2 separate regions of the Anser cygnoides genome follow, and region 2 is linked to region 1. A link is a contact called in public Hi-C data. All regions are on one chromosome and are shown on one strand. Each heading gives the region's core, a stretch centred on a gene start, on an enhancer-like site or on the middle of the called end of the contact. The rest is flanking DNA. Distances are from core to core; before and after follow the strand shown.

What was found. Hi-C and Micro-C count contacts between places; a contact is called where the count stands out from the background.
Region 2: a Hi-C map of liver shows a contact between it and region 1, with 1.6 times the contacts expected there. The contact joins the promoter of MBOAT2 here to the enhancer-like site in region 1. A contact is called at or near these places in 3 of 7 Hi-C or Micro-C datasets (all in liver).

Annotation. Positions count from the first base shown.
Region 1 is chr3:106,344,806-106,348,456 of Taihu_goose_T2T_genome, reverse strand. All of the region lies in intron 3 of MBOAT2 (membrane bound O-acyltransferase domain containing 2), which reads left to right. Among named protein-coding and RNA genes, the nearest start is that of KIDINS220, 47 kb to the right of the region's middle. Within about 2 kb of position 1,591, at least 1 of the 3 cell types and tissues checked has open chromatin away from gene starts, as enhancers often do. A contact at or near this core is called in liver, where this site is marked.
Region 2 is chr3:106,400,028-106,403,287 of Taihu_goose_T2T_genome, reverse strand. MBOAT2 (membrane bound O-acyltransferase domain containing 2) reads left to right here and starts at 1,387. Exons shown (of 13, transcript XM_048071344.2): 1 at 1,387-1,601. The coding sequence starts at 1,530. LOC125183647 (a long non-coding RNA gene) reads right to left here and starts at 530. Exons shown (of 2, transcript XR_007165980.2): 1 at 1-530.

The sequences.
Region 1 (3,651 bases), core at 342-2,841:
CTTGCCCTCCCTAGGCGCGATGGGGGAGAGAATTGGAGAAGTAAAAATGTGAGAACTCAAGGGTTGAGAGACAGCTTACTGGGGCAAGCAGAAACTGCCTGTGCAAGCAGAGCAAACCAGGGAACCCGTTTGCTGCTTCCCCTCGGCAGGCAGGTGTCAGCCCCTGCCCGGAGAGCAGGGCTCAGCGCGTGGAACGGTTTTGTGGGAAGACAAATGCCATCGCTGTGAACATCCCTCCCTTCCTCCTCCTCCACCCCAGTTCTGTCGCTGAGCGTGACACCCCATGGAGTGGGACACCCCTTTGGCCAGCCTGGGCCAGGCTGGCAGGGCAGCGCGAGGAGCAGAACAGCCCTGGGCAGTGTGAGCAGTGCTCTGCAACAGCTCAACCATCCCTGTGCTATCAGTGTTATGCTCACCCTAAACCCAAAGCACAGCACCATACCAACTAGCAGGGAGACAGTTAATTCTATCCCAGCTAAAACCAGGACAATATCCACCCCTTATTCCATACTATCCATCATCCTCAGGTCCCCCACTTTCCACTACATCCCAATTAATCACCCCCACCTTTCCTGTCCTTTGCTACATACACAAAGATAACTTTCCCTTAATCTATGAGCCATCCCTGTAAAATGTCTCTTGAGTTCATTTAATCCATGACTTTGGGCTCTACATCTGTTGTAGCAATCAGATTGTTGCTGAAGCCAGTTCTGCTTCCCTCACTGCTGTGCTTGTCTGGTTCTGTCAAAATCAATTTTTCATCGATCTGGGTGATTTTTACGGTAATACCATTGATTTGGCATATAGCAACCATAGCAGTGATGACATACGATATTATGTAGCACAAATTAGCACCATACAATTCAAATCATGGGCTATTCTCACCCAGCATCAGGCCCCTTTGAGATGCATGTTGGACTTCCCCATCCTTCCGCATTACCCACGTCCTTGGGCAAAAGCAGACCCATGGATGGGTTTGCCTTGCCTGAGGCAGGAATAGCCCAGGCTGTCCTCCCCAGCAGGTTCTTTATGTGCACTGCAGGGACATTTTCCCCTTCCACAGCACGTAACAGGTTTGATTGGGCAGGGCCAGCTCAGTTGGCAGACCCCTAGTAGTGTTGACTAACCAGGGGGCCTTTGCCAGATGTGTGTTCCAATGTTTGGATGTCCCAGCACCCATTACTCTCAGAGCAGTCTCTTTAACAGTGATGTTCAATTCTTTTTCCCCAGAGGCTGGTGCATGTTAGGGGATGTAATATACCCGCTTGGCACTGTGCTCTTTGGCCCAGGTGTCTATGAGGTTATTTTGGAAATGAGTCCTGTTGTCTGACTCGATTCTTTCTGGGGTGCCATGAGGAGCTGTGCTTCAGTACCAATCACTTCTGAAGCAGTTTGAAGCCCTTCATACACTGCCAACACCTCTTTTTCAGGCGGAGTATAGTGGGCCTTGGATCCTCTGTATGCCTGACTCCAAAACCCTAGGGGCTGACCTTGAGTCTCCCTCACCTCTTTTTGCCAGAGGCTCCAGCTGGGGCCACTCTCCCCAGCTGAGGTGTGCAGCATGTTTTTTTTTTTTTAACATCTTGCCCTGCCTAGACTGGCCCGAGGGCTACTGCATGAACTACTTCCTGTTTAATTTGTTCAGCAATATCTAAAGCCAGCTGGATGGCCTTCACTTCTGCAAGTTGGCTCAACTCACCTTCTTCGTCAGCAGTTTCTGCAGCTTGTCACAGCAGGGCAGAAGGGTCTCAGCTATCTTCTGCTGGGAGCTATTATATGGACTACTGACACGTGTAGCAGAGCGGCTGTCATACAGGGTGTGTGACGAGGCGTGTGCCCTGCTGTCTCTGTCATCCTTTCTATCACTGAAGCTGTGGTTTGGATGGGGATATTAATTAATAAATTCTTAGGCAAAATTCAGACACACGGAACGTGGAGTTTTGATGTCAAAGTCTATTTGACGTTTGACTAATCAAAGCTTTAAATTTAGCTTGCAACTGAATTCAGGTTTTGAGTCTTTTTTGGAGCGGACCCATGTTTCAAAGTTCATTGCTTAAGTTTTTAGGACTTTGGCCACTTTCTCTGGTAAAAATGCATTAGGTTTAATGCTGAGTATGAACCTCTACAGTTTTATAGGAAAATGGAAAAAAGGAAATCCTTTATGAAATGTAAGGCTTTTCTACTCTTCATTTTTAACAGCTTCCACTCTCAAAGAGCTGTTAATGTGTGCAGACAGGTGCTCCAGCATCAGGGAATGTCAGAAGTAGGATTGTTTGCCCTGGAGTCTAGGCTATGCACATTAATGCAAATTTATGACTGGATTATATAAGGATGTCAAAGTATAGTAATCCAGAGGTTGCTCAGTGTTTAAGAACATGAAATGTAAAAAAGTGTTCTTGTCATTGGACATTTGCGTAACAGAATCACAGAAGACCTGAGGCTAGAAGCGGTGCTTGGAGGCCTACCAGGCCCAGGACCCTCAGGTCCTCTTCTGCAGAGCTGCTGTCCAGCTGGGTGGCCCCCAGCGCGTCCTGGTGCCTGGGGTTGTTCCTCCCCAGGTGCAGGGCCTTGCACTTTCCCTTGTTGCCGTGAGGTTCTTGCCAGCCTATTTCTCCAGCCTGTTGAGGTCCCTCAGAATGGCAGCATGACCCTCTGGCATATCAGGCACTTTTCCCAGTTTTGTGTGATCAGCAGCCACACTGAGGGTACTATCCCATCATTCAGATCGTTAAAGAAGGTGTTGAGCAGGACTGGACACCGTATTGACCCCTGAGGTACACCACGAGTTACGGGCCTCCTACTAGTCTACAGGCCGCTGATCACCACGCTCTGGGCCTGGCTGTTCAGGCAGTTTTCGATCCACCTCACTGCCCATGCAGCCCATATGTCAACAGCTTCTCTGTGAAGATCTTATGGAGACGGTGTCAAAAGCCCTACTGAAATCCAAGTATATAATATCCACTGCTCTCCGCTTGTTTGCCAAGACAGTCATTTCACTGTAGAAAGTTAACTTGCTGTAGAAGTTGTAAGGCATTTAAGCAATTCCACAGCCACCTGCCAGTACCTTTAAAACTCTTGCACGTTTTACCGGTCCATAACCAGGTAGGATCATTGCCTCAGTCTGCGTTCCTAAGTGGAAACGTATAATGCAATTTGGTTTAAACTACTTGTTTTAGATATAAATAATGACTGGCCATTTCTGGACATCTTTCACAAAACACTTGGGGTAAGAGTTGTAGAAATAAAGAGCATTTGTGTGACTGAAATGTTCTGCTAATGTGCTTTCTCTCAGCTTTAAAAGAGCTGAGCTTGCCAAAGAATTGACCTTGCATCCACTGAGCTTAGTATTCAGACCTGCATAATTATTTATTTTTTAATTCGCTATATGTGGAATTGGGATAACACTGAGTATTGCTAGAATTCGTCTTAAAGAGGAATAAGAGGAATGCAATTTTTATGAAACACTTTTTTTAACGCACTGAGAGTAACAGAGGAAGTACTTCTGGGAGATCCCAAACTTCTCAGCTTGTGGAAGGTACACGATAAGTAAAACCACTGGGAGTCCTGAACTTGAATGCAAAGCCTTAAAGATATGCACAGTAATGACCTATCTCTATAATGAGACAGGAATTTTTAGTTGCATGTTCACAT
Region 2 (3,260 bases), core at 138-2,637, 55 kb before region 1:
TGTTTAATAAAGTGCAAGGAATAACCAGTTTTCTCTCAAGAGACTCAGGATTCTTGAGCGGTTATAGATAAGGGCAGTATGTTCCTTTGGGAGCTCCTTCTCCACATCATTTAGAACAAAAGTAATAGTTGATTTTATAAAACCTGAACACTAACGCAACAGAAAACTGTAATATAAAAGCAGGGCAGGGTACTAAACCAGAACCATTTAATTAATACCCTGCTGCACGACATCATCTGGCAGCGTTTGCTGCGTGTCCTCACGTCAAGTCACTGAAGACTTCTCTTTGTTTCATGTCACAGAGCATTCACTGGGCAGGAGGAAGAGCTGTGCTACACACACGTTTATTACTGCTGGTGTGATTCTTTAGGGAAACTACGGCTAGCCTGAACCTACTGGAAAAGCACTTGAGATTGTAGTGTTTCAGGTTTCTGTGTGTAAGAAACAGGCCCTTAATAAACTAAAAACTGTGGCTTATAGCCATGGTAGACAGCTCTCCTTAAATCAATGGGTGGTTGTAGGAACATTTTTGGATTTTTTCAAGAACTCTTTAGGATACTGTCAACTGGAGCAGGTCCTCTGTGAGGAGACGCTAAGAGAGCTGGGACTGCTCCCCGCCTGGAGAAGAGGAGGCCCAGGGTGATCTCATCAGGGTCTGTCAATACTTGAAGGAAGGCTGCAAAGATGGACCCAGCCTCTTCCCAGTGGTGCCCAGTGCCAGGACAAGAGGCAGTGGGCACAAACTGGAGCATGGGAGGTTTCGTTTGAACACCAGGAGCCCTTCTGTGCTGGGCGGGTGTGCCCTGGCGCAGAGAGGCGGTGGGGTCTCCTCCTTGGGGACATTCAGAAGCCGCCTGGACGTGGTGCTGGGCACCCTGCTCTGGGTGGCCCTGCTGGAGCAGGGGCTGGGCCGGGGGCCTCGGGAGGTCCCTGCCCGCCTGAAGCCCTCGCTGGACACGGGAAGCCGGACGGGGGCTGACACCCAGGGGCTGTCACCCCAGACCTGACGCCCTGAGGCAGCCGCCCCGGCCCTGCGCGCTACCTGCGCGCAGCGCGCAGCCCCACCTCAGCGTCCCGCAGCCAAGGCGGGGCCGCCCTGCGCTTCACCTCACCTCACCCACCCCATCCCCAAACCACCCCCATCCCAAACCCATCCCCACGACCCCCAAACACGTCGCCACCGCCCCCTCCCCGCGGCCACCTTCCGCGCGCACCTCCTCCCCTCACCCCCACCGCCGCCCCTCCCGCCTCCATCTCCCCCCTCCCCACAACCCCCTCCCGCCCAGCCGCTTCGCCCCTCCCGCGCCCCTCAGCGCCGCCTCGCGATTGGGCGGGCCCTCCCGTCACTCCGCCGCGGCTCCGCTCTGCGATTGGCCGGCGGCGCCGTCAGTCTGCGGCGGGGCCGCGCTCGGCCCCTTGTTGTCAGGGCTCCGTGCGGGGCCGCGGCCGCCGTTGTTGCCGTTAGCGGCGGGGAGGGCAGCGCTGCCTCCGGCCTCCTCTCGCGGGGAGCGGGGCTCCGCCGCCGCACCATGGCCACCAGCACCACGGGCTCCACGCTGCTGCAGCCCCTCAGCAACGCCGTGCGCCTGCCCGTCGACCAGGTGAGGCGGAGGGAAGCGCCCAGCCCCGCCGCTGATGCACCGGGGGGGGGCAACGCACCGAGCCCGGAGCCCCCTCATCGCCTCCCCCCCCCATCAGCCTCCCTTCCCACCCCGGGGCACGGCTGCTGTGGGGTGAAGGGGGGTGAGCGGGATCATAGAGTCGTTTTTTGGGGTCGGGGGGTGTGTGGGGTGACCCCCCCCCCGGAGCCACAGCCCCTGGTGGCTGGGCATTGTGTGATAGGAGGGGTCCTGGGGGTGCTTGGTAGGGCTGGGGAACGGGGGTTTGGGGTTTTTAGGGATTTTTTTGGTTTTTTTTGGGGGGCTGGGGTGGTGTGGGGTGGTTGTGGGGGGAGCGGTGTCGCCCCCCGGGATGTATGCGGGCTTATAAATGTGTGAGTAACTTGGAAGTGGCTCCTCTCTTACAGCACCGAGAAACTTCATATGAGGCATTCTTAGGGGCAAAAAAAAAATCTGTGTTAACGTGTGAATGAATGGAGCAGGTCAGGAGGCTCCCTCACGTAGAGGGAGGTGGTGGTTCCTCTCTATGAAATGCACCTCCTGAGTGGAAAAAAGCAATTGGATGCCGAACGCAGAGCAAGGAGCACGTTTAGTGACTTCTGGGAGTGCCCAAACTATGTTTTACTCTTTTCTTCCTTTTGTTCGAATGGAGGTGAGACAACCTGAGGTTAAGTACACCTACAGAAATGTCTCTTCTAGAAACCTGCCAAAAGCCGGTGAATTTGAGCCAAGCTGGTTGTGGAGGAGTGGATGTGGTGCACAGGTTGCAGTGCTGCCCGCATCCTGGGTCGGTGGCGCCACATGGCTCCGTGCCTCCGACGTGTGGACTGTGAGCCCTGCCAGGCAGGTGCCACACGTTTATTTCCTTTAAATGGGCAGCTCCATCAGGGTACCGTAAAAGAAATAATAAGAGATGACCGTCTCTTTGTGGCGTGATGCTGGTGTCGTGTAATTATCTATTCATAACAGCAGCCATAAATTTAATGGCTTCGTGACGTGGTGCTGCTTCTACCCAATTTATTTGAAGTACTGCTGATATGGCATTTTGATGGTAATGAAGTTACTTTTTATCAAAGCCTGGAAAACGTCCCTGTAGTGAATGTGTTGCAACAGATGCCTCTGGAAAGGCAAGATGGTTTTGTAAAGCGCTGTGCTTGAAGCTCTGAAGCTTTGGGGGATAATCACAATGGAGGGTGGCTAACCGCATGGTTTAAAAGACTTCCTGATAAGCAGCTAAAAATATACATGTTTTGTTTTTTCCACATCAGTGGACCATAGAAAATACAGGCCCAGGTGTGTACGAAGAGCCTTGTGACCGAAGCATGGAATGAAGAGTTATAGGATTATGCAGCACTGAGGGGAATGCACCTTTAAGTGATCACAAACAAGCGAAAAACCCAACACTCAAAGTCAGATTTCTGTAACCTCTCAGCTTAAGAGTCTGTCTTGATCGTAAGCTTGTAATACAGAAAGAATGTGAAATGTGTTCAGTGTAATCAAATCAAACGTGGGGGAGAATGAGGGCAGAGAAGAGAAAGTGCTGATACTCTGTGCTCAAAGGTTACGTGTGGCATTTAGTGATACTATACACATACCAGTATGAAAATGTAGCTGTGTGTGTGAGGAAAAAGAAATAAAGAA